7 separate regions of the Mus musculus genome follow, and regions 1, 3, 4, 5, 6 and 7 are each linked to region 2. Evidence: chromatin contacts called from public promoter capture Hi-C data. All regions are on one chromosome and are shown on one strand. Each heading gives the region's core, a stretch centred on a gene start, on an enhancer-like site or on the middle of the called end of the contact. The rest is flanking DNA. Distances are from core to core; before and after follow the strand shown. Region 1 holds the start of 4930473A02Rik (RIKEN cDNA 4930473A02 gene). Region 2 holds the start of Tmem87b (transmembrane protein 87B). Region 3 holds the start of Ncaph (non-SMC condensin I complex, subunit H). Region 4 holds the start of Ubox5 (U box domain containing 5). Region 5 holds the start of Ptpra (protein tyrosine phosphatase, receptor type, A). Region 6 holds the start of Trpm7 (transient receptor potential cation channel, subfamily M, member 7). Region 7 holds the start of Itpa (inosine triphosphatase (nucleoside triphosphate pyrophosphatase)).

Evidence for each region. Promoter capture Hi-C pulls out the DNA fragments that hold promoters and counts their contacts. Capture Hi-C pulls out chosen DNA fragments and counts their contacts.
Region 1: a promoter capture Hi-C map of liver shows a contact between it and region 2, with 2.8 times the contacts expected there. The contact joins the promoter of 4930473A02Rik here to the promoter of Tmem87b in region 2. A contact is called at or near these places in 3 of 39 promoter capture datasets (embryonic stem cells and liver).
Region 3: a contact with region 2 is called in a promoter capture Hi-C map of pre-B cells, with 4 times the contacts expected there. The contact joins the promoter of Ncaph here to the promoter of Tmem87b in region 2. A contact is called at or near these places in 4 of 39 promoter capture datasets (cranial neural crest, liver and pre-B cells).
Region 4: a contact with region 2 is called in a promoter capture Hi-C map of frontonasal cranial neural crest. The contact joins the promoter of Ubox5 here to the promoter of Tmem87b in region 2. A contact is called at or near these places in 4 of 39 promoter capture datasets (cranial neural crest, frontonasal cranial neural crest, liver and 1 more).
Region 5: a contact with region 2 is called in a promoter capture Hi-C map of liver, with 6 times the contacts expected there. The contact joins the promoter of Ptpra here to the promoter of Tmem87b in region 2. A contact is called at or near these places in 2 of 39 promoter capture datasets (both in liver) and 2 of 9 other capture datasets (adipose tissue and liver).
Region 6: a promoter capture Hi-C map of liver shows a contact between it and region 2, with 5 times the contacts expected there. The contact joins the promoter of Trpm7 here to the promoter of Tmem87b in region 2. A contact is called at or near these places in 1 of 115 datasets of contacts at active chromatin or transcription factors (astrocytes) and 2 of 9 other capture datasets (adipose tissue and liver).
Region 7: a contact with region 2 is called in a promoter capture Hi-C map of liver, with 2.5 times the contacts expected there. The contact joins the promoter of Itpa here to the promoter of Tmem87b in region 2. A contact is called at or near these places in 1 of 39 promoter capture datasets (pre-B cells), 1 of 115 datasets of contacts at active chromatin or transcription factors (pro-B cells) and 1 of 9 other capture datasets (liver).

Annotation. Positions count from the first base shown.
Region 1 is chr2:130,561,619-130,565,100 of GRCm38.p6, reverse strand. It overlaps 4930473A02Rik (RIKEN cDNA 4930473A02 gene), which reads left to right and starts at 1,352. Exons shown (of 9, transcript NR_040348.1): 1 at 1,352-1,447. Mrps26 (mitochondrial ribosomal protein S26) reads right to left here and starts at 1,344. Exons shown (of 4, transcript NM_207207.1): 1 at 1,111-1,344; 2 at 874-1,020; 3 at 670-793; 4 at 1-163. The coding sequence starts at 1,322. The coding sequence ends at 44.
Region 2 is chr2:128,816,416-128,819,563 of GRCm38.p6, reverse strand. It overlaps Tmem87b (transmembrane protein 87B), which reads right to left and starts at 1,261. Exons shown (of 19, transcript NM_001355629.1): 1 at 1,061-1,261. The coding sequence starts at 1,225.
Region 3 is chr2:127,131,927-127,135,245 of GRCm38.p6, reverse strand. It overlaps Ncaph (non-SMC condensin I complex, subunit H), which reads left to right and starts at 1,292. Exons shown (of 18, transcript NM_144818.3): 1 at 1,292-1,397. The coding sequence starts at 1,379. It overlaps Gm35347 (a long non-coding RNA gene), which reads right to left and starts at 1,293. Exons shown (of 3, transcript XR_374955.4): 1 at 950-1,293.
Region 4 is chr2:130,628,593-130,631,790 of GRCm38.p6, reverse strand. Ubox5 (U box domain containing 5) reads left to right here and starts at 1,753. Exons shown (of 7, transcript NM_001255993.1): 1 at 1,753-1,875; 2 at 3,156-3,198. Fastkd5 (FAST kinase domains 5) reads left to right here and starts at 1,789. Exons shown (of 3, transcript NM_198176.3): 1 at 1,789-1,875; 2 at 3,156-3,198.
Region 5 is chr2:130,448,940-130,451,948 of GRCm38.p6, reverse strand. It overlaps Ptpra (protein tyrosine phosphatase, receptor type, A), which reads right to left and starts at 1,671. Exons shown (of 21, transcript NM_001163688.1): 1 at 1,391-1,671. Gm52562 (predicted gene, 52562) reads left to right here and starts at 379. Exons shown (of 3, transcript NR_165481.1): 1 at 379-414; 2 at 505-656; 3 at 1,166-3,009.
Region 6 is chr2:126,874,958-126,877,956 of GRCm38.p6, reverse strand. Trpm7 (transient receptor potential cation channel, subfamily M, member 7) reads left to right here and starts at 1,696. Exons shown (of 39, transcript NM_021450.2): 1 at 1,696-1,983. The coding sequence starts at 1,981.
Region 7 is chr2:130,666,131-130,669,107 of GRCm38.p6, reverse strand. Itpa (inosine triphosphatase (nucleoside triphosphate pyrophosphatase)) reads right to left here and starts at 1,306. Exons shown (of 8, transcript NM_025922.3): 1 at 1,173-1,306. The coding sequence starts at 1,238.

The DNA.
Region 1 (3,482 bases), core at 103-2,602, 1.7 Mb before region 2:
AGGCAAGCACTGTGCTTATTTGGGCCCCCAGAAGTCTCTGTGCTCAGTTCCTGACCACCTGCCCTTCTTTGGTGACGGCCCAGTTGTAACTCTTCGGAGAGTCCAACGCTTCTTCTATCCGTGCCTCCAGGTTCTCCCGAGTGATGAAGTTTTTTGCCTCCTCCTACAGGAAGAGAAAGGTTGGCTTTGTGGGATCTCTCCCAGAGCTGGCTGCCTGCACTGTCTCTAGTCCACGGGTGTCAAAAGAACCCAGGGTCTCTTTGAGTGTCCCACCAATCGTCCAGCACAACTGTACTAGGTGACCTCGACCATCATATTGCTCTTCCTTGGACAATCACCCATCAGATCTCTCGGCCACAACCCAAGAACAAATCGTGACAACCTGATTAGAGGTGGGTGGACTCTCTCAAGTGCATGAATCCCTCTTACGTGTTAAAAAGCGCTCCATTCTCACTTACGGTTTCCCTGACTTCAAGTTTCACAAGGCAATACTAGCCTGTAACCTTTTACTGACCATTGCCTGCGAGGCATACCCTCTGCGCTGATGGAGAAGCCTCCTGAAGACTCTGGTCACTTGACGCCCAGTGCTGTCATCCCCCCCCCCCCCCCCCAGCCTCCCTTGCTGGGGTCTCCAATGTCCACATTCCCCATGACCTCCTGCATGCCCACCTGCAGCTTGAGCACTTCTTGCTCTTTCAGTTGCACCCAAGCCTGCTCCTCCTGAGCCCTCTGGGCCTGGGCCTCAGCCTTCTGCACCTCCTGGGCCTGTGCTTCCAGCTGCAACCTCGCTATCCTGCGAGGGGCAAGACGCCGAGGGTGAGCGGGGCCACAGATGAGCCTAGCCCAGCCCACCCAGTCCCGGGCCTCTCGCACCGTAGCTCCTGCATTCGCCGGTTCTCGTCCCGGTTCCAGGCCATCAGCTCCCGGTGCTCCGTGATGGCCTGCTGCGCCTTGCGCTCGGCCAGAACCCCGGCTCGGGCCTCGTGCAATTTCCTTCGCACCTCCAACGTGAACTCTAGCCTGGGGAGGACGGGCTTCGAGTCAGCACCCACCCTCGGCCCCGGCCCTTCCCGAAGGGCGTCTGCCCTCCACACGCACAAGCACACGCACCTGAGAGCGCGCACGGTCTCCCGGTACTGTCGGTAGCGCTCGGTCAACACGAAGAATTCCGCAGGGTCCACGGCGGGAGGCGTCTGCACCCGTCCGACCTTGGATTTGGCAGGCGGGTCATGGCGGGTCTTGCGGCCGCGCACGGGCAGGAGCAGCGGGGTCGGGGGCCGAGTCTCCGGCCGCGCCGCCAGGCGGTTCAGAGCGCGCAACATGACAGCCAGCGCCTGCGCCTGCGCCCGGCCCGGAAGTGGCCGCGGAGCACCACGGGAGCCTCCTGTCCTCGTCCCTGTTGGGCGGAGCTCTTGCTGTCTGGTCCAATGCACGTCCGGACTCTCGGGTAGAGTGGGAGGGGTCGAGGGGCACCTTGGAGACCCACAGCTTGCTGGGCTGCGTCGCCCGCTAAAGACAGCTACACCGCAGGACGCTCTGCCCACTTGTTCACAAGTTTGGACACCGTCCCAAGTGTGTGGCTCTGGGGCTCTCTGGCCCGCCGATGGCCTGTCTACCCTCCCAGACCTGATGCAAGAAATTTGGAGTTCCTGGCTACTTTAAACTTTAGATTTGCAAACCATTTCCTTGCACTGCACTGCCCTGCTGTGGTCTTGGGGGAGCTCTGCAGTTGCCAGAGTTCTCAGTATCAGTGACAACTTGTTCTCAACTGGGCGACCTGTGAGGTGACCCTTGTCCTCTTCCACCTGACCCGGGGTCTTCCCACCTCGAGACTACTCTTATTTATGAAGTACAATTTCCTCTCCAACTGAAGAGAAACAGCAGTGCAGCAGGGCAGAGAGCATCTGTCTCAGAAGTAGCTCGTTCCCCTCTGCCTCTCCAGCAAGGAGAGTTGTTGGAAATCAGAAGCTGACCCGAGTACTGGGGAACTGAACTTTCACCCCACTCATTAGTATTGTCTAGACCAGATTCTGCAGAGAACACCAGGCCATGGTCCTGCACTTCCAGGACACTTGGGAGTGTCTGAGGAGCCAGGACTGGGTGCAATAACAGACATTTTCTCAGAAGAGAACAGAGGCTGCTTAAACCCTGCTCTCAACTTCCAGGCTTGGTGGAGGCCCAGTCTGCACTTTCTTTCTCTCAGTCAGGCTTTGGAGATGAGATGCCAGAGTGTACTCTGGAGTCCTGGGGGCAAGCTGGTGACAGGTTTTCCTCCAGGGTTCCGGCCATAAGACCATTGCTGGGCCCTGGAGGATCCAGGATGGATGGTCTGTGGAAACCAGGGCATTACTGCTGCCCTACCCTGGAGTACCACAGGGTTGCTCCGAATGTCAGGGAACCTGACACTCCCACCCTGTTTTTGTTTTTGTTTTGTTTTTTGGCAGGGTCTCACTAGATAGCTCTGTCTAGCCTGGAACTTACAGTGTAGATCAGGCTCACAGAGATCCACCTGCCACTGCCTCCTAAATTCTGGCATTAAAGGCATATGCCACCATACCTGTCCTAACCCTTTCTTCTTCAGGGTCACCCTAGACAACCGGCAACTCATCTCAGATAACTTAAGTGTCTAGGCCAAGAGAATATTCTAGGGTATGGGCCATTTCCCTAGAGGCTCCCTAACCTTGCTGGCTCTGAAGTCCTCTCGCTAGTCAGGTGCACCCATCCTTTTAGAAGGTTTCATAAATGTAAGAGATTTAGATCTAAGGTAGATGAAAGTGTGGAGTCACTCTGAGTAGATAATGCTACAGAACTAGAAGGCAGGTTTTCTGCCCTCTTTCTTTGGCCTGATGGGGATGTGGACTGGTATGCAGTGGTGATGAAAGTAACTGTTTCCATTCACTGACCCTCCCTGCTAAAGTGGCAAGATAGAATTGTTGAGGGCAGAAGCCAGGAAAGGAGGCTTTTCTGGGCACTTCATGGGTAGAGGCACAGAGCTGGAGGGACGGAAGCCTCCTCATTTACCAAGGGGTAAACTATGAATGAGGTGATTCCAGGTGACTGTAGGACCCTATTCAGATGGTTCCTGGATTTAACGATCAGGCCATTCTATTTCCTCTGGTGTCAAATCCAGTGATATCTTTAAAACAAAAACCCTCAAACAGGGTCTTTCTTATTTGCTGGCCTTATATTTCTAACAAAGCCAAGGCTGGCCTTGAACTTGTAGCAATACCCCTGCATCTACCTCCAGGGTGCTAAGATAGTGTGTGCCACCATACCAAGGTACAGTGATATCTTGAAACAGGGAGGTACAAGTTGCTACTCAAACCCCTTCCCACAATGTTCTATGAACAAATATGAAGTTGCTGTTGGCTTTTAAGGTCACTGGACAAATGCTCCCCCATCTTAGATCTTCCTAGGAATCGGAGGTTGAAACACAAAGCAGAATGGGGCTGGAGAGATGGCTCAGCAGTGAAATCCTGGAT
Region 2 (3,148 bases), core at 12-2,511:
ACACTACCAGCCTGAGCTACACAGGAAATAAACTCAGCCTGAACAAAGCATATGACAGCTAAAAAAAAAAAAAAAAAAAAAAAAAAATACTGGGCACCTACTCAGAAGAATCTCAAACGCAATGAATACACTGAGCCGGGCCACAGAATGAAGCCTACACTTGAGCCTCTGCAGTTTTGTGTTTGGAAGTATGTGCACCTTCTGATACTACTTTTGGTTGAAGGAATATAAATATAAATGTCACCTTTAGAACTTAGACGCTGTTTCCACACATCCCAAGCAGATCTGGGCGAGTCATCTGACTCTGGACTCAAGACAAGGCCGCTTCCCGATATCCTGTCTCTTTTGCAAGACTTTGCACAATTTGGTCTCTGCCTTCTTCCCACATCATCTCTTAACCATACAGGACGTCAAGTTCTCTAACGGCCTGCCCAGTTACGGAAGTTTTCATCCATCAGACTCGCCCTTTAAACACTCTTAAGCAAACACCCTGTTCCACAGACACGCGCAGAAGTCATGAACACTAAGGAATATACAGAAACTCAAGAAAAATAAGAGAGGCGAGGTGACTTTATGCACGACTGTAGAGCACACTCAATTTATGCTCTAACAGAAAGGCTAGACAAACCTTGTGGCCTTGTGGATGTGGCCCCAGTAGTAGTAACCTAGCCGAAGTATTCGGTCCCAGCGATGCCGCTGGGAATGCAGAGATTGGGGCTCTGAACTGAAGAAACAAAAGCAAGATCTAGAGACACCGTGTCAGGACAGTGAGAGGCGGGTGGAGAGCCTCGCGAGCAGCAACAACATTTGGAAAGGGAAGCCGTCTTAGGAAAGCACAGTGGGACCGCTCTTCCCAGAAGCCTAGGCAGAGGAGGGGGACGCTCCCTTCCCAGAGCCCACTCTAGACAAAAGGCTCAAGAAGCGCGTCAGAGGACCCACCGCTGGTCCCAGAGAGCCCTAGTGAATGTGCCCAAGGCCAGACTGGTCCGCAGGCGGAGCTATCCAGCCAGGGCCCTGGAGCCTAAGAAGCGCCACGCCTCAGTCCCTACAGAGCACTTACGTCATTGACCGTCCTCGTCCAAAGCCCGAGCTCGGGGACTGCGTCCACAGCCGCCGGGACCCAGCACAGGAGACACAGGGCAACTCGCAGCAGCTGGGCCCCGGCGGGCCGGCGGCAGAGGAGGCTGGGAAGGAGGCCAGCCTCAGACCGACAGGCGGCAGCCATCTTGACGCGGACGCCGCACCTGCGCTCCCGGAACCCGGCCACGCCCCGGGGCCGCACCTGGCTCAGCTCCGCCCCTGAAGGGGCGTGCCCACGAGGGGAACGAGAGCACGGGCGTGAATGCGGAGGGGGTCTTGGGCTGAAGCGGATAGGCGCTGTTAGAGGAAATAGGCTCAAACCTGGAGCAGGGCTTCAGGGCCAGGCCTGGAAGGAACCGAGGAAGTGTGGAGGGAAGGGAAGAGAGTCCAGAGGGAAACCCGCCCACGGAGGGGGCGGGGCCTGGGAGGTGGGGCCGGGTGGAGGCGGGGCTGAGAAGGTGGGGCCGGGAGTGGAGGCGGGGCCAAGACCTTAATTGGGGCGGGACTATGGGCACGGGGCGTGGTAGGGAGGCGGGGCCTTCCCGGGAGAAGGGAAGGCGGAACCAAAGTGTGGAGGCGGGACTACAAGATTAAAAGGGCCGAACCTGGGCGGAACTAGAAGCTGCTTTAAGGGGAAGGTTGTGTGTAGAAAGATGGAGGCGGGGAAAAGAACAGGGAGAGGAGGGGGAGGAAAAAGAGGCAGGGCCTTAAGGGAAACTAGAAAGGAAAGACCTGGCTGCAACGCAGTTGAAAGGTCAGCTTGCAGAGCAGGGCCCCGAGGATAATGGGGCACTCTAATGACAAGTTGCAGAAATGAAGATCCTAGTACTTGGGAGGTGGAGGTAGGAGGATCGTGGGAATTCAAAGACAGCCTATAGCCACATAGCAAGCGTGAGACCAGCGTGAGCTGCACAAGCTTGTCTAAAAGCAAAACAAAATACTTGTCAACTAAGGGGAAAAAATTGTTTCGAGAGCAATAGTCAGGTCTCACCAGTAGGTGGCACTAGGAAATTGATGTTTTATATGAATTTGAATCTTTCCTGAAGGTGTTTTTTTAGTCCCGATTAGATTCAGTAGGAGTTACTGTTTATACCTCTAATTTCCTTATTTTAAAATAGTTAACTATTTTTCAAGCACATTTAAGTTCACAGTAAAATCGAGAGGAATGGATCTCTAGAAAGTTCTAATATCGCCCTGGTCACCAGCTTCCTCTGCTAGCAACATTCCACACTACAAGGAGTACCTTTAATAGAGACCATTAAACCAGTAATCAATTCAGAACTGTATCTTACGGCTCATTAAATATCTCACAGAGGTATCGATCTCCGAGTAATAGACTAAACAGGGAGTTTACCTTATTGAAGAGCAAATGGAATATTGAGATGGTCCTGAGGTTAAAGGCACTTGCTGCCAAAGCTGACTACCCACAAGGTCCCAGAAACAGACTCTGGAATGTTGTTCTTTAACCCCCAAATACTTCCCACTCAATACATAAGTAAAATGTAATTAACATTTTAAAAGAGTAATTATGGGCTGGCGAGATGGCTTAGTGGTTAAGAGCACCCGACTGCTCTTCTGAAGGTCCAGAGTTCAAATCCCAGCAACCACATGGTGGCTCACAACCATCCATAATGAGATCTGACGCCCTCTTCTGGAGTGTCTGAAGATAGCTACAGTGTACTTACATATAATAAATAAATAAATCTTTAAAAAAATAAAATAAAATAAAGGCACGAGCCGCCACAAAAAAAAAAAAGAGTAATTACTTTTGTTAATTAGATGCTTCTTATTCTAGGGTAATTTCATTTCCAAGGAAGAGTGGCACTAGCATTGCTTCCTTGAGTTAGTTAGGCTGTATTTGTTATCTCCTCCATCCACAACACTCAGCCAGGGGCCAGGGTAAAATCAATCAAACCTAACACAGCAAAGGGCCATCAGCAGGGGGTGGATGTAGTATTTGCCCAATATACCCTGACCCTGGTTCAATCAGCACCACAGAAAGAGCTAATGGAACAGGGGACACTGGTCACATCCTGGGGTGTAGATATAAAAGAGTCTGGAGACACTG
Region 3 (3,319 bases), core at 43-2,542, 1.7 Mb after region 2:
ACAGGGGAACGCCAAGGCCAAAAAGTGGGAGTGGGTGGGTAGGGGAGTGGAGGGGTGGGTATGGGGGACTTTTGGGATAGCATTGGAAATGTAAATGAGGAAAATACCTAATAAAAATTTTTTTAAAAATCCTGAATAATAAAGTAACTGCTGGAATATCACTAAAAAAAAAAAAAAAAAAAAAAAAAAAAAAGAGTAGCTTTTGGGGTTAGAGAGGTAGTTTAGAGTACTCGTTGCTCTTGCAGAGGACCTGAGTTTCATTCTCAGCACCCACATGGTGGCTCACAAACATCTGTCATTCCAGTCCCGGAGGATCTGACACCCTTTTCTGATCTTCTCAGGTACCAGCCATGCATGTGGTAAATATACATACATACACACAGGGAAAACACTCATACACATGAAATGAAATATTTTTTTAAAAAGTAGCTTTCAACAAAAGGCAGAGTTTTGGTCACCATAATGAGGGGTACTGCTGATAGGCAGGCAAATAATGTCAAGGATGCTAAACAGCTACACCCCAGCCTCTTTTTAAAAAAATGATGGTAGGTAAATGATTTCCAAAAAGCTCTTTACAAGAATCTGGACAAAAATTTAGTTTTAAATGTGTGTGCATGCATGTGTATAGATATATGAACACAATGCTCTGGTGCAGATACACATGCCTGCACAATGTTCTGGTATGTCCATGTATAAGTAAGAGCATACACAATGCTCTGGTATGTGTGTGTATAGACATGTACACACACACACATACAGAAAACTCTTTGGAAATGTACACACATATATAAAAACTACTGGGGGTATAAACATAAGTAAACACAATGTTCTAGGGTGTGTGTACACACGCATACACAATGCTCCTGGAAGAGTATACACATGTAAACGCAATGCTCTGGGGCCTGTGTACACATGAGCACACACAATGTCCTTGTGGGTGTATACATACACAATACTCTGGGTGGAGTCTACACGTGCATACACAATGCTCTGCATTCCTTCTTGCCTGCCTGGAACTTCCAATAAGGGCAGCGTTTTCTACCGGCAAAGAACCTCGATTCCTCAGAAACCTGCCTCCCCGTTACAATCCAGATTCTAGGAAAGCACAGCCTTCGCCTGCCCAGATCCACACATCCTACTCCGCGCCCAGCGCTCGGCGCCAGAATGTTTCCAAACGTCTTCAGCTGGGTCACCGCTGCACCTAGTTCACTCGCGCGTAGACTCAAAACTGTCCAAGTTTCCGGGGCCACTCTGATCAGCCAGCCGCCTAGGCGGCCTGCGCAGGCGCACCAAAGACCACGCCCCAGTGACGTCACGCGGCGGTTACCGCGCTTGGCGCTCGCGATTTAAAACTTACTCCGGAGACGTGGAGAGCAAGATGAGAATTCCGCGCTCAGGTGAGCTCGAGTGGGTCCAGGCGCGGCTGGCAGGATCAGGACCGAAGGGTGCTCGCGTGGGCAGGTCCAGAAGGGACGAATGTGTTCGGCGGGGTTCGGCCGGGGGCTCCGGCGGGGGAGGGGAAGAGAGTGCAAGGGAAAGCGGGGCGCTGGGCCAATCAGGACGCAGCTGCCAGTGGCGGCTGGGCTCTAATACTCCCCGCGCCCTGGTTCTAACGGAGGATAAAGTGGGTTTTTTTTGTTTTTTGTTTTTTCTGGACTGGACGTTGTGTGGGGAGCTGTGGAAGCAAAGTGTCGACCGCTCTGTGTTGAGCATTCGTGCCTGTGTTTTGGAACTGATTCTAAAGTCTTGAGGGCTTCCTTTGGGACAGACCTTCGGTCAGACGCCGAGATTCGCAACCGAAGAAGCCTGGGCACTTGAGATGGAGACTGGAGGATTAGAAGTTCAAGGTTGTCCTCAGCTATAGCGACTTCGAGGCTAGCCTGGATTACAGGAGACCCACTCTGAAAGGGGGCGGGGGGTGGGGAACGAAACAGATAAATACCTTTTCCTCTTGGAGCTTGTGTCAAGTTGAGGTAGTATGGCAAATATTTGACAGATAAAACCTAGTGCTATAACTCCTGTCCGTTATGGACTCGAGATTTTTAAGCAAACATTGAGAAGAACTTTATGGGCTGAGCATCCTGTACAAGAGAAGAGCTAGGAAGGAACCTGGACTAGTCTAGGAATTAACTACACCGTAGGTTCTCAACCTTTGGGTGGCAGCCCCCATGGGGAGGTGTCAAATGACCTTTACACGGGGTTCGCCTAAGATCGTCAGAAAACACAGATATTTACATTATGATTCATAACCACTAAATTTACAGTTATAAAGTAGCAATGGAAAATAATTTTATGGTTGGGGGTCACCACAACATGAGGAACTGTGTCAGAGGGTCACAGCATTGGGAAGGTTGAGAAACTCTGAGCTAGACCGTCATAACTAAGCTTAGTGAGACTGACCACCTGGTAGACCTAAGTCATAGTTTTGGAATAATAGTTTCAGTTTGGATTTGTTGCCTGTGACTTCTGGAGAGGCGCTCAGGTGAAGGGGTTCGTATCTACTGGGCGAGTTTGACCGAGGTCCATAGGCTGGGAGGTAGATTTGTTTTTCTTCATCATGGAGATGATAAAGCCATGGGTACCGGTGAGATCACTAGACAGACCTTGCAGAGAATACATTCAGGACCTGCACCAGTTGTCCGGGTGTGGGGAGGAAATAACTCAGGTTATGGGTACCACAGGGCCTAGAGCAGCTCAAGAAGAAAAAGATGAGTCCCGAAGTGGGCACTTCAGGCTGAGAACCGAAGCAGAGCAGAGGAGCTGAGGAACGTGCTCTTGACTTCAGTAACAATCTGTTGAACTAGACTCTTGTCTACTGCCCACGGCAGAGAGCAGCGGGGGAGGAGTTAGCCCCTCCGTGCTTCCAGTTTCTCAATTCCTTTCCATACCCACATTTACAGAGTCACAGATGTCTTGATTTATGCCCATAAAACGTCTCTCATCTCCTCTTTTGACCTTTTTGTTTTGTCTTGGTGTGTCAACTATACTCCTCGACCTGTAGGAAGCATTGTAATGCCTTTCCTCCTGCTGCCCTGTGGACAAGCATTTGTTGTTTATTATGTCTCTTTGTTTACTTTTGTGGTGAAGCCTTGTACCATGGCGTGTGTGTGCCAGGCAAGAATTCTACATTGCTCTATACTCCCTGCCTCCTTTTATTTCTCCGTGTTCCTATAAAATGTCATCGTGCCACCTGTTCCTAAACAGCAAGTTCTGTGCCCGGGTCACTCCCCCCCATCCCTCCTCCCATTTCTCTCCCTCTCTCCTTTTCTCCCTTTTTCCCTCCCTCTTCCTTCTTCTCAGCACATGCCCACCTACCAGC
Region 4 (3,198 bases), core at 504-3,003, 1.8 Mb before region 2:
GGAGGCAGAGACAGGCAGATCTTTGAGGCCAACCTGGTCTACAGAGTGAGTTCTAGAACAGCTACTCAGTCAGACACTGTCTCAAACAAACAAACAAACAAACAAACCTATAAAAATTATACAGATACCTTAAAAAGAAAAAAGTTTTCCTGGGTGTTGGGGAAATGGCTCAAACAATAAAGTGCCTGCCATACAGGTATGTAAACCTGAATTTGTATCAGCAACAACAATATAAGAGCAGGCCCTGAAGCCTGTTCTGTCTGTAACCCCAGCACAGGAGCCACTAGGTCTGTTACTAATCATCCAATCAGAATCTGTGAGCTCCAGTTACAGTGATGGACACTGTCTCAAAAAGTAAGGTAGACAGTAATTGAGGAAGTTGCCTGATGGTGACCTCTGGCCTCCATATGCGCAAGCCAAGAAAGTCCTAGAAGCATGCAATAACTCTTCCTTTCCAGTACTGTTGACTAGAGGTGGGCTATAAGCTCCTCCCACTTCATAGGAGACTAGGAAACAGCATTTTGCAAAGAGAAACTAGATTGTCATGGCTGCCCAGGAGCAATCAAAGTTTGTCCCCTGGGGGTGGGATTTTTCACTCTGGGTTCATGAGCAGGTTGTAATCAGGTAAGAAGTCCCCAGTCAGTGAGGGCCATGTTACCAATGGTCTGGAAGGCACAGATGTTCAAATGTTCACAGCCAGGCAGGCTGCCTTACATAGAACCCAGAAGCTGGGATGCTGGTCTCAAATCTCTTTGTCACAACCTCTTATATAGCCTGTTTCCCCACCAGTGCCTTGGAGAAAGTATGGTATCTCTCTCAGTTTTCCTTCACAGCGTCTCAAATAGATGGCACTGACAAGGCTGAAGACTGAATAGACACCGACAGGCCTGGGACAGGCACTTCTGTTACATAGGACTTGGGAGAATCTTTCTTACCTTGATAGCCAAACCAGCCACGTGTGAGGCCCTCCTAAGGGAGGTAGACCATCCTGACCTACCCACCTTCAGTTCCAGCTCCACTTTTCCCTTCCCTTCCCTTCCCTTCCCTTCCCTTCCCTTCCCTTCCCTTCCCTTCCCTTCCCTTCCCTTCCCTTCCCTTCCCTTCCCTTCCCTTCCCTTTTCCCTTTTCCCTTTTTTTCCCTTTTTCCCTTTTTTCCCTTTTTCCCTTTTTTTCCCTTTTTTCCCTTTTTTCCCTTTTTTTCCCTTTTTCCCCCCTTTCCCCCCTTTCCCCCCTTTCCCCCCTTCCCCCCCTTTTCCCCCCTTTTCCCTTTTTTTCCCCTTCCCCCTTCCCCCTTCCCCCTTCCCCCTTCCCCCTTCCCTTCCCTTCCCGGTCTCTTTATATAGCTATGGTTGTCCTGGAACTATTTTGATCAGGCTGGCTTCGAATTCATAAAGATTCACCTGCCTCTGCCTCTTTAGTTCTGGGATTAAAGACGTGCATCCCTATGCCGGGATCCTTGCATACATTTTCATCTATCCATTGCTAGTTCCTCTTCTGAAAGCATTTTCACTATTAGAAATGCATCATGATTCTCTTTGTATAGATGACAAACTAGGCTTGAAAAGTTTGTGTGACTTCTTCAAAGTCATAAAACCCAGAACCTGTGCCAATTACTTCTGCTCAATTACTTTCAAAGCGACCCATCCAGGATAATATTTTTCCCTCTCCATGTTCTAAGGTCAGAAACTAGAAAATGGTCATGGAAAACTTCGACTACGGTTTTTTGAACCTCAGCGGCTCCGGTACCAACGTAAGCGGAAGGTGAGGGCCGCTGGCCGGAAGTGGGTTGTGGAGCGGTTGATGCAGGAGTCTGTGCATTGACTTACCCGGGGCGGCCCGGGACTGGAGTTAGGGAGCTGCCTTCGCGGGCTTCAGGTGAGTGGGCGGCCGGGGAGGACGAGGTGGCTCGACTTGCTGCCTGCACTCTGGCCTCGCCGGGTCCGGGCCGCGCGCTCCGCCATCCCGGTTCTCCCGGGCCTGCTGCGCTTCCCCGCGGGCTGTCCTCGTGCCGCCCCGGAGCACCTCTCAGCATCACCCTCTAGGGTCACCTTATCACGGCGGACTGCTGTGAGAGTGGGTCCGGACGGCGCTTTTAGCCCCCTGCGAGGTGGAGATCGAGTCTGCGTCTCTCACGGGGCTGTTGTGATAGCAGTCTCCCTGGTCTCTCCGTTCCAGTGTGCACGTGAAGCCCTAGCAAAGTGACTTAGCCTAGGGTCTCGGTCGGCGCCTGCGAGTCGGCGTTTCTGATCAGCTTTTCGCCAGCACTTTGAGCAGCGTTTGATGTAGGGCTTAGGACGGGGTGAGGCAATAGGACAAATATCCTTTCTTCATTTTAAGCAGTTTCTGGTTGTACAAACCCAACTCGGGCCAGGAGTGGTTCTCCCTTCTCTTTCTCCCCCCGGGGATAGGAAGTAATTGCTCCTTTTCTGTTAAGATCTTTTTGCTCTAACTCGGGAACTCTGGACAGGAGCCTTTATAGTCGATAGATTCACGCCTCTTCTCAGAGGCTACATTGCTCACTTGGTGTAGGCATCTGGGCATTGCTTCATCCTGTGACGCTCATATATAGATACTCCAACGTCAGAGGGAACTGGTATTTTGTGCTCATGTTTTCTGCACTTTGCCCACACTGAGGACCCAGAACAGTGCCTTTGTTTTTTGTTTGTTTGTTTGTTTTTTGTTTTTTCGAAACAGGGCTTCTCTGTATATCCCTGGCTGTCCTGGAACTCACTTTGTAGACCAGGCTGGCCTCGAACTCAGAAAATCCGCCTGCCTCTGCCTCCCGAGTGCTGGGATTAAAGGCGTAGAACAGTGCCCGGCTTAGAACATTGCCTTTCTAGAACTAGGTTCTAAGGCTTACTGTCCTCAGTTGCCGAAGGCTAGCCCTAGGGAATTTAGTCCTGCTTGGTAGACCAAAATAAAATCTGAAGACTACTATTTCATACAGCTGAGAGTTGTGCCGGACTGATGTGCCTGTGTGTCTTTCTCATTTATCTATCTATCTATCTATCTATTTATTTATTTATTTATTTATTTATCTATTTGGTCCCCAACGGAGTCTTGGCATTTATCATGTAAATAGGTCAATTTATATTTTTTTATTATATGTGTATGGGTGACTTCCATTTATGCATGTCTGCACCATTTGTATGCAGTGCTGGAGGAGGCCAGAAGAGGGCGTTGGATCTCCTGGGACTT
Region 5 (3,009 bases), core at 422-2,921, 1.6 Mb before region 2:
GCTTTTCAGGGATAGTCAGGCAGATGCTGAGAAGCAGGTAAGATTTTGGGAAGCCTGCCAGTTTCTCCCAGGTGTGACAGCCGTGTAGACATAGAGAATCAGAGTCTGCAAGTCCCGGTATGGGCAACCCACACTCCAAGCAGGCTGCCAGGAAACACTAGGAAACATTTCTCTTGGGAGGTGGTTGAGGGGCTTCAAGATAACTAGGACGAATTCTATCAGGGAAGTCTTAAACAGGACCCAGAAGAAGCCGGTCCGCAAGAAGCTTCTCAAACAAGGAAGGCCCGGAACCAGGCAAGGAAGGGTGAGAAGGGGGACCCTGAAAGCAAAACCCTCCCACATATGAGGGGGTGGCCGAGCCGCTCCGAATGGCTAAACACAGCGTGGAAGAGAAAGGAGAATGAGAGGACTGAGGTAACCATCAAAGATTAAGTTCAGGAAGGACTGCCAAGAGCCTTGTAGGGAACGGTAAGGCATCTGGGTTTTCCTCCATCTCATTCACAGAGGAAGGAAAGTGAAGGAGTTTTTAAGCACACAAATGACAGCGTCTGATCTACGTTTTCGAAAGGAGTATCCAGACAGAAAGATGTTCATCCTGTCCCAGTCTTTCCTCATCCACCATCTTTTGGTTCTCTGGCTGCTTCAAGAGTTAGCAGGTAACAAGTGGTGCCATAGCCGGGGACATGAGGCTGGTTTTCAACAGAAATTCCCTATCCTAGCCAAGGGCTTCGGCCGACATCACACTCTGTCCAAGAGGGTTTGGAACATTTTTTTGCTTGTCCTACAAATATCATCACTATCAACAACAAAACCCTCTAATAGACAGGATCATCTCTGCCTCTGTAGTTGTTATTTTTAGGAAATATTAGGGGCTCAACCCCCCCCCCCCGTGGCAATTTTTAAGAATTACTGAAAGTAAACACAGGAGATGTGCGTTCCCAAGTGGCTGCTTTTGAATTCTGGGTAGCTTAAGTCCATATTTTCCTTCTTAAGCATACACAACAGTTGGGAATGGGCGGCAGAGAGGGGCCTGGGAGTAGGACCAGGAAGGGGTCTTAAGGGGAAGGTGGGAGGTGGGATGGTCACTGCGTGTGCCACCTATCTCCTCCCATTAAATGGACCTGAGCAAATCCCATTTTCGCTGCTCAAAGTTTTTTTCTTTCAGAATGAACTACGGCAGCGCCCTGGCCCGGGCCGGAGGAGGACGTCCGCAAAGTTCCAGCCTGTCTGTGTCCCGCACGTTTCCGGGACCCCCTCCCCCTGTCCACGGTGCCAGGATGCACAAGCCAGAGGCGCTCCTCCAGGATAGGATCCAGGGACCGCTCCCACGCGCGGCCGAGCCACCCCACCTCCCCGAGCCCTCCCGACGGCGGCAGGCGCGAACGCTTACCGAGCCCGGCGCTGGGCGGGACCGCGGGGGACGCGCACGGCAGCTCCGCCTCAGGACCGCGGCGGCGTCTCGGCCCGCCGCTCCCCTCAGGGCCGCCGCCCGGTCCGCTGCTCGAAGCCCCGCGGCGGCGGCGGCGGCCTCGCCTCCATGGCGAGGAGAAGCGGCAGAGAGAGGACTGGGCTGGAGGCTGCGATGGCGGCGTGGTCCAGGGGTCTGTGCAAGATGCCCCCGCGAGTCCCTGTCAGCGCCTCACTCGCCGCAGCCTCTCTCCCGTCGCGGCCTGGGCTGTAAGGCGCTTCGTCATTGGCCGTTGAGAGGCGGGCGCTGGTTCGCTGACGCCGGGCGGGCGTCTCCGCCTCCGTGAGCCCCACCCCTGCGCGCCCCGCTGCGCCGCGGAGTTCCCCGGGCGCACTGGGGGTCTCCGGGTAACAGGACAGGACGCTCCCTATCCTCCCCTGGCACACGTCTCCCACCTAGTCACGGTCCTAGGCCCCCGGGCATGGGCTTTTTTCCTTGTTTACAGATGAGGAAACTGACACCAGGCACAAGCCACACCAACTGGTGAACTCAGGCACTCGAAAGCCATCTCCATCCTTCTCCAAATGTGATCCTCTCTCTAACACACCCCGCGCCTCTGCCTCTGCCTCTGCCTCTCTCGCGCTCTCGCTCTCTCTCTCTCTCTCTCTCTCTCTCTCTCTCTCTGTCACACACACACACACACACACACACACACGAGAGAGAGAGAGAGAGAGAGAGAGAGTTAGTTGTAAGGCACTTAAAGGATGTAATTGCGAGAAGAATTTGCCTAGTACCTAGGACCGGTCTAGCTCTGAGTATGTCATCTTAAATAAACCAGCCCACATCATCCCCACCCGAACCCTAGGGAAATCTCTCTTGCTTTCCAGATGTGCAAGCTGGGCCTGATTCTCTAGAGCTGGATGGAAGCACAGCACACGGTGCTCCGCAGCGAGCGGGGAGATACTTCTTGATACATGCATAGTGGTCAGGAGAAGATTGAAAGCGCTGAGAGAGACCAGGGAAGCGAACAGCGTTCTTTGTGCATCTAGCTTCTAGGAACCATAAGTCGATTTTTTCGGAAGGTAGCAGTCCTCAGTTTAGAGCACTTTGGATGCTGCTAGACCTAGGGCGCCAAGTTAGAACTCTATGCAAACACCCTTCCTTTATTTGTTGAATAAGTAAGTGTGCGCAGACCAGAGCCAGGACCTGCAAATGTGCGTTGAAGCGGGCCTTCTTTAAACTTCCTCCCTCTGGGTAGTAAAAACCTCTCCTTGAGTTAAGATTTGTGACTCTTGATCTCCCTCCTCAGGGCCATCTCAGTGACAGTCTACAAGACCTCTATCCTGTCTCCTAAATGTCAGACTCCTGCCAATGAGGTCCGCTCCTCCTACAAGTTCCAGAAGCCCATTTCCTAGAAAGTACAAAGTCTATCAGGGATGCAAATACACAGCAAATTGAAAAGTGACCAAATGAAAAGTTGGGTCTTTCACTAGAACACAATACTTTACAAAACAAGACCAACACAGAACAAAACAAATCTGAAAAATACTGGTTCTTGGCTAAGAAAGCAGCCTCTTGGCTTTAGAGCAAACCCTACCAGC
Region 6 (2,999 bases), core at 447-2,946, 1.9 Mb after region 2:
AATTATAAAGTTAACAAGAAATAAAGTACTTTCATTTTGTTATATTTTGATTTTCTTTTTTGTCCTGTCTTCTAGATTATAAAGATAGTCAAGTCACAAAATGTATAAACCCAGTTGAAATTTCAAAGATAAATAGTTATTGAATGATCACATGTTAATCAAGATCCCTGGAATATTCATCAGATACTGTTACAACATGTATATTAAGACATTTTTTTATTTTTATTTTTTGAGACATAGTCTATGTGGTTTTGGCTGGCCTGGAACTTGCTATGTTGACCAGATTGGCCTTGAACTCACAGAGATCAGCATGCCTCAACCTCCCAAGTGCTAGGATTAAAGACATGTACCACCATGGCCAGCACTTGAAGCACTTAAAAACACTGCTCCTCCTAGGCCTACAAGGTGGGGAATGCCTGAAGATGATTTATAAGCACCACAAAACTTGTAAGAGAAAGAGTGAGTGGCTGGATTAGTTTGTTGAAGAGGCTTGGCTCAGTGAACTGTGGGTCATATTGCTTGGGAGATAATAACTATGCAGCATGGAAGAAGCTAAACCAAACCAAGGTACGTGCACATTGTAGGAAACTTCAGCTAGTCCATCCACAGTCCATCTATAGACACAGAGCAGGCTAGTGCAGTTGGCTCGCCCTATACCTAGGTTCTAGGTTGACTCAACCAACCAAAGAAGGAAAATAATTGGAAATAAAATTATACTGAACATTTTATTAATCTAAAGAAATACACATTTGTATTTTGTTAGGTTTTGCATCTATTGATTTAATGTATACTTAAAGATGTATATCTAAGGCAGGAGGATTACAGTAAATTTGAGATTAGCCAGAGTTAAAAGAGGAAAGATAGAGGCAGAACAGCCCTTCAGGCAGAGGAGCCTTTAAAATTGTAAGAAAAAATGTCTCTAGGTCTCTGTAGGGAATTGGTTCCAAGACTCTCCATACCCATAATATACATACAGAAAGATGATGTGCCAAAAGCAGGTTTGGTTTTGTGTTTTTAAGATGGTGTCATTCTAATCCTCGATAGCCTGGAATTTACTGCAGTCCTCTTGCCTTAGCCTTCGGAGTGCTGGGATTACAGGCATGTGCCACTACTCCTGATCTAAAAAAAAACAAAAAACAAAAAACTTTCAGGATGGCAAAAGCCGGCAATCCCAGCAGTGTGGGGTTAAAGGCAGAATCCATAGTTCAAGGTCATTTTAGGCCAGGCGCCTGGGCTACAAAGGAACTCAAATAACACTAAATGTCTGAAATTCCAGTTCTGGAGGATCTAGCACGGTCTTCTGAGGACACTGCACACATATGGTACACAGACATACATGAGGCAAAACACACATACACCTAAAATAAGTCACTAATAATAGCAGTGTTGATAAAAAAAAAAAAACGGATTGCACCCTTGATGGGAAAGGATAACGTGCGGGAAGAGATCGCTAATAACCAACGTAGACAGATGCGATAGCAAAAGAAACAGACAAGCGTGCGCGGCCGGGAGCTAAGTTTTGGCGAAGCCGGGGAATCTGGTCATTAAAGCGGAACAAGTTCTCGTGGACAGAGGCAGGGGAAGCCGAAGCCAGCAACACCAGGGAAAGCAGCAGCTCGGCGTTTCCCGGCCGGCGGAGCTTAGGGGCAGGCCGCAGTAAGCGCGCCCTTCACGTGACACGCCCTCCGCGCGACGCACTCGACGGCCCCGTCACGTGGCTGCCGCGGCCCCGTCTCCGGCGGAGGCGGGCGCGGGCGCGTCCCTGTGGCCAGTCACCCGGCGGAGCTGGTCGCACAATTATGAAAGACTCGACTTCTGCTGCTAGCGCTGGAGCTGAGTTAGTTCTGAGAAGGTTTCCCGGGGCTGTCCTTGTTCGGTGGCCCGTGCCACCGCCTCCGGAGACGCTTTCCGATAGATGGCTGCAGGCCGCGGAGGTGGAGGAGGAGCCGCTGCCCTTCCGGAGTCCGCCCCGTGAGGAGAATGGTACGGAGCCGGGCCTGGCGCGGGCGGGCCTCGCGGGAGCCTGGGCGGCGCTCCGGGGAGCTCCGTGACCCTCCGGGCGCCACCGCTCGCAGCGGAGCCGTCACGGAAAGGGAGGGAGGGCTGGGGTGGTGTGGCAAGGAGAAGGGCGCGGGTTCCGAGCTGTGACTTGGTGGCTGTGCCGCAGACGCTCTACAGGTACATTTTCTACTATTATTTTGTTTAATAGAACGGGAGCGATTTTGACGGTGTAGACTGCGATGTGGTTCGGGGTTTTGTTTAGCAGGCGACAGGGAAGGGACAATTCCTGGGAGGCTGAGACCGTGCGTTGCCAGGTCTGCGTCGAACTACCTCATCTGTTGTCCCAGACAGTTTGAAGCCAATGTGCAGACTGGAGGGAGTCGGTGTGTTGCAGCGTTGGCTAGAGCTTTTGTTGTTAAGGCCAGGAACCGGATTTGGAGAGTTCTTACAAAGAAAGCCATTTAGATCTAGGATCTGAGCAGGAAAGGCATTCCTGCTCAGTAGTTTAACTTGATAGGCTTTATGCAAACTGGTGTTTCTTTGCCGAAGTCAGACAGGTTTAGTTTTCTGCCTTTTCTTTATTTTTGAGACAAGGTCTCGCTTGTGACCCTGGCTGGCTTGGAACTCACTGTGTAGACAGACCAGGTTGGCCTTAAACTCAGAGATCCGCTTACCTCTACCTCCCAAGATTAAAGACGTGCGCCACCATGTCGGGCTAGGGCTAGGTTTAGAAGTGTCTTACTTATAAAGTACATGTGAATAAATACTGCATTTCTCACTTTCGTTTGTAAAGTTATTGAAGACTACTTTTTTTTTTAAAGATTTATTTATTTATTATATGTAAGTACACTGCAGCTAGCTGTTTTAAGACACTCCAGAAGAGGGAGTCAGATCTTGTTAGGGATGGTTGTGAGCCACCATGTGGTTGCTGGGATTTGAACTCGGGACTTTCAGAAAAAAACAGTCAGTGCTCTTAACCGCCGAGCCATCTCTCCAGC
Region 7 (2,977 bases), core at 57-2,556, 1.8 Mb before region 2:
ACCCGAGTCTTTCTACTGCTGACTTTTATCTATAACACAACAGTGTTATTCTCCCAGAAAGTGAAACCTTGTCAGAGCTACCGTGCCAAACCCTACTAAGAAACGCCTGTGAGTGCCTCATGCTTTAGAGAGAGGCAGATGGAGGAGGATATGATGACCACAGCATGGGATTCTGGAAAACACATACTGAGATGTGTTCATTTCAGGAAGCGCTGCCAAGCATACTTTTAGACTAGCTTTATGTCCCAAAGCAAGCAGAATAAAAGGTTCACTATAGCCAGTTTTGGATTATCAGGTTGTCATGAAAAAATGGCAGAAAGAGGAACATTTGCCTGGTGTAACTTGGATTAAAGGTCCCTTTGTCCTCAGTTTAAGAATGCAGTGAATTGGTAGGCAGCATTTCTGCTGCTATGGGTACCTCAAGTTGGCTAGCTTTCAAGCTTTGAGGATTCTTCAGCCTCTCCCTCCCATCTTGAGGAGTTACAGAAGTGTGCTGCTACACACATCTGGCTTTCCCATGTGTCCTGGGGATTGAACTCAGGTCAGTCTTGACTGGCAAGTGCCTTTCCTCATTCATGTCAGCCATGATTCTTATGAGGTATTACACATCTCAGATATGGAAGGGTAGATGGAACTATACTCAATTTGGATCAACATCCCTCCATTACCCCCCCCCCACACACACACACTGCTTTTCAGGAGGGGAGGTGTCTGAACTCAGGTTTAAAATCTAGGGCTTCAGGGGTAATTTATCTTTGTCACACATGTCACTACTCCAGCTCCTATAGCCTGCTGACTTTACCAGCTCATCTAAAAAACTCGTGAGGTGGAGCATGCGTGCAGCCCCAGAATTCGGAAGCCAGGAGGGTCAAGAGAATAAAGTCAGTTCTGGCTACACAACAGGGTCAGACTAGCCTGGACTACACGAGTCATTATCTCCAAAATAATGATTATATATATAAAAAAAAAATTCCTCTGACCCTCAAGGCGCCACACTCCACGGCGGTCTCTCCCCAAGCCCAGACCTTCAACACAGCCAGGGGCAAACCCCACACTCCCCGAGGCTACAACTCGTAGCCTCGTTTCCCGCCTTCTCTCCCGTGCATCCCTGGTGAAAGCCCAGCAGCCCAATCACCACCCGCCTCCGAGACAGTCTCCACACCCCACAACACCTCCTCCAGCTTCTTGGCGTTTCCCGTCACAAACACGATCTTCTTCCCGACCAAAGACGCAGCCATTGCAAGCGAGGGTTACGGTCCAGAATGCCCAGTAACCCTTTGCCGGGAAGGTACTTCCGGCCGGAGGCGGAAGTAGGTAGCTCGGTTTCCGGCCCTATCGGATGCCTGAAGCTTGCCTCCGGCTACTGCTGCCAACATCCGGGAGGTGGCAGCCGCGGCAGATGAGCATCCCGCAGCCTGTGTCTGAGGCGCTTGGGACGCGCTGAGGGGTGGAGAGGTCTATCAGCGCGCAGATCCTCTGCTAAGCAACTCCGGGGAGCCAAGAACCCGCGCCCTGACGGGTGTCGGCTGTGGTGGCGCCCCTCCGGCACCTCCAACTCTGTTGAGAAAGACTATCTTTTAGACAAGGGCTGTAAGCCTGGGAGTCTATCCGAACCTCACTGCGAACTTAAGACAGCATAACCAAGCAGTCTTTTACGTGTTAGGCTTGATAGCTAGTGTTTCGACTCCTTTTTTCTTGCCCAGCTAACCCTATCCCTTCTCTATTCCGTCACCTCAGCCTTTGCATTGGGAACACACCAAGGAAGATGAGTGACCCTCTTAGCCCTACCCTGTGAGTGCATGAGCCCCTTCAAGAAGAGGGTGTCGCATTCCCTGAAACTGGAGTTACAAGTGCTTTTGAGCTGCCTGGTGTGGATGTTGGGAACTGAGCCTAGGTTCTCTGAAAGTTGTAAGCTCAAGCTGGAGAGATGGCCAAGCGGTTAAGTACATGACTGCTCTTCCAGAGTTAGTTGTGTTCCCAGCACCACATGGTGGTTTTCAGTTGTCTGTAACTCCAGTTCCTGGGAATGCATTGCCCTCTTCTGGTTTCTGAAGGCACTAGGCATATATAATGCAGCGCACATACGAGCAGCTAAACACTCATACATATAAAAAACATCTTAAAAAAAAAAAAAAGCCGAGCATGGTGGCGCACGCCTTTAATCCCAGCACTCGGGAGGCAGAGGCAGGTGGATTTCTGAGTTCGAGGTCAGCCTGGTCTACAAAGTGAGTTCCAGGACAGCCAGGGCTATACAGAGAAACCCTGTCTCGAAAAACAAAAAACAAAACAAAAGTACAGGGTGCTAGCTGGAAGTGTGGCCATTTATAATCCCAGCACTGAGATTAAAGCAGGAAGATCATGAATTAAAGGCTAGCCTGGGCTATATATGGTGTCAGGGATGTAGCTTGATGGTAGAACATTTGCATAGCATGACCAAGGTCCTGGGTTTGGCCCCCAGAATCACACACACAAACAATAGAATCCTAATCAAGCCTGGCTGTTTAGCTTAATGTTATTAACCTTGTACAGCCTTGGGTATTGTTATATAGATGCAACTTACTTAAGGGGCTTATGGGACTTAGGCAAGCACTGTACCACTGAGCCACATACCCAGCCCACTAATGAGTTTTTCTTAAACTCTAGAGCTGTCCTCACAGAGTAGCCAAAGCTATGTTCTCCTCAAATCTTTGCTCGTGACCTTAATATTGCGTGTTACACAATTCAGAAGCTTTGCTGTATACAGTGTCTTTGGAGACAGATCATAGTGTCCTCTTCACTGCCCCTCGATGGTGTTATTTTTTGAGGACCTGTGGTTCATTAGAGTTGGCTGGGAAAGGCTGGGCTGAGTAACATGGCCCTTCCTGCATGTCACTTGTCTCTCTCTTTCATGAAGTTAAAGGGAATCCTCAGAAAAGTGGAGAAGTAGAGGTTTTTAAAGCAAAGGTTAGAGAGAGAGAGAGAGAGAGAGAGAGAGAAG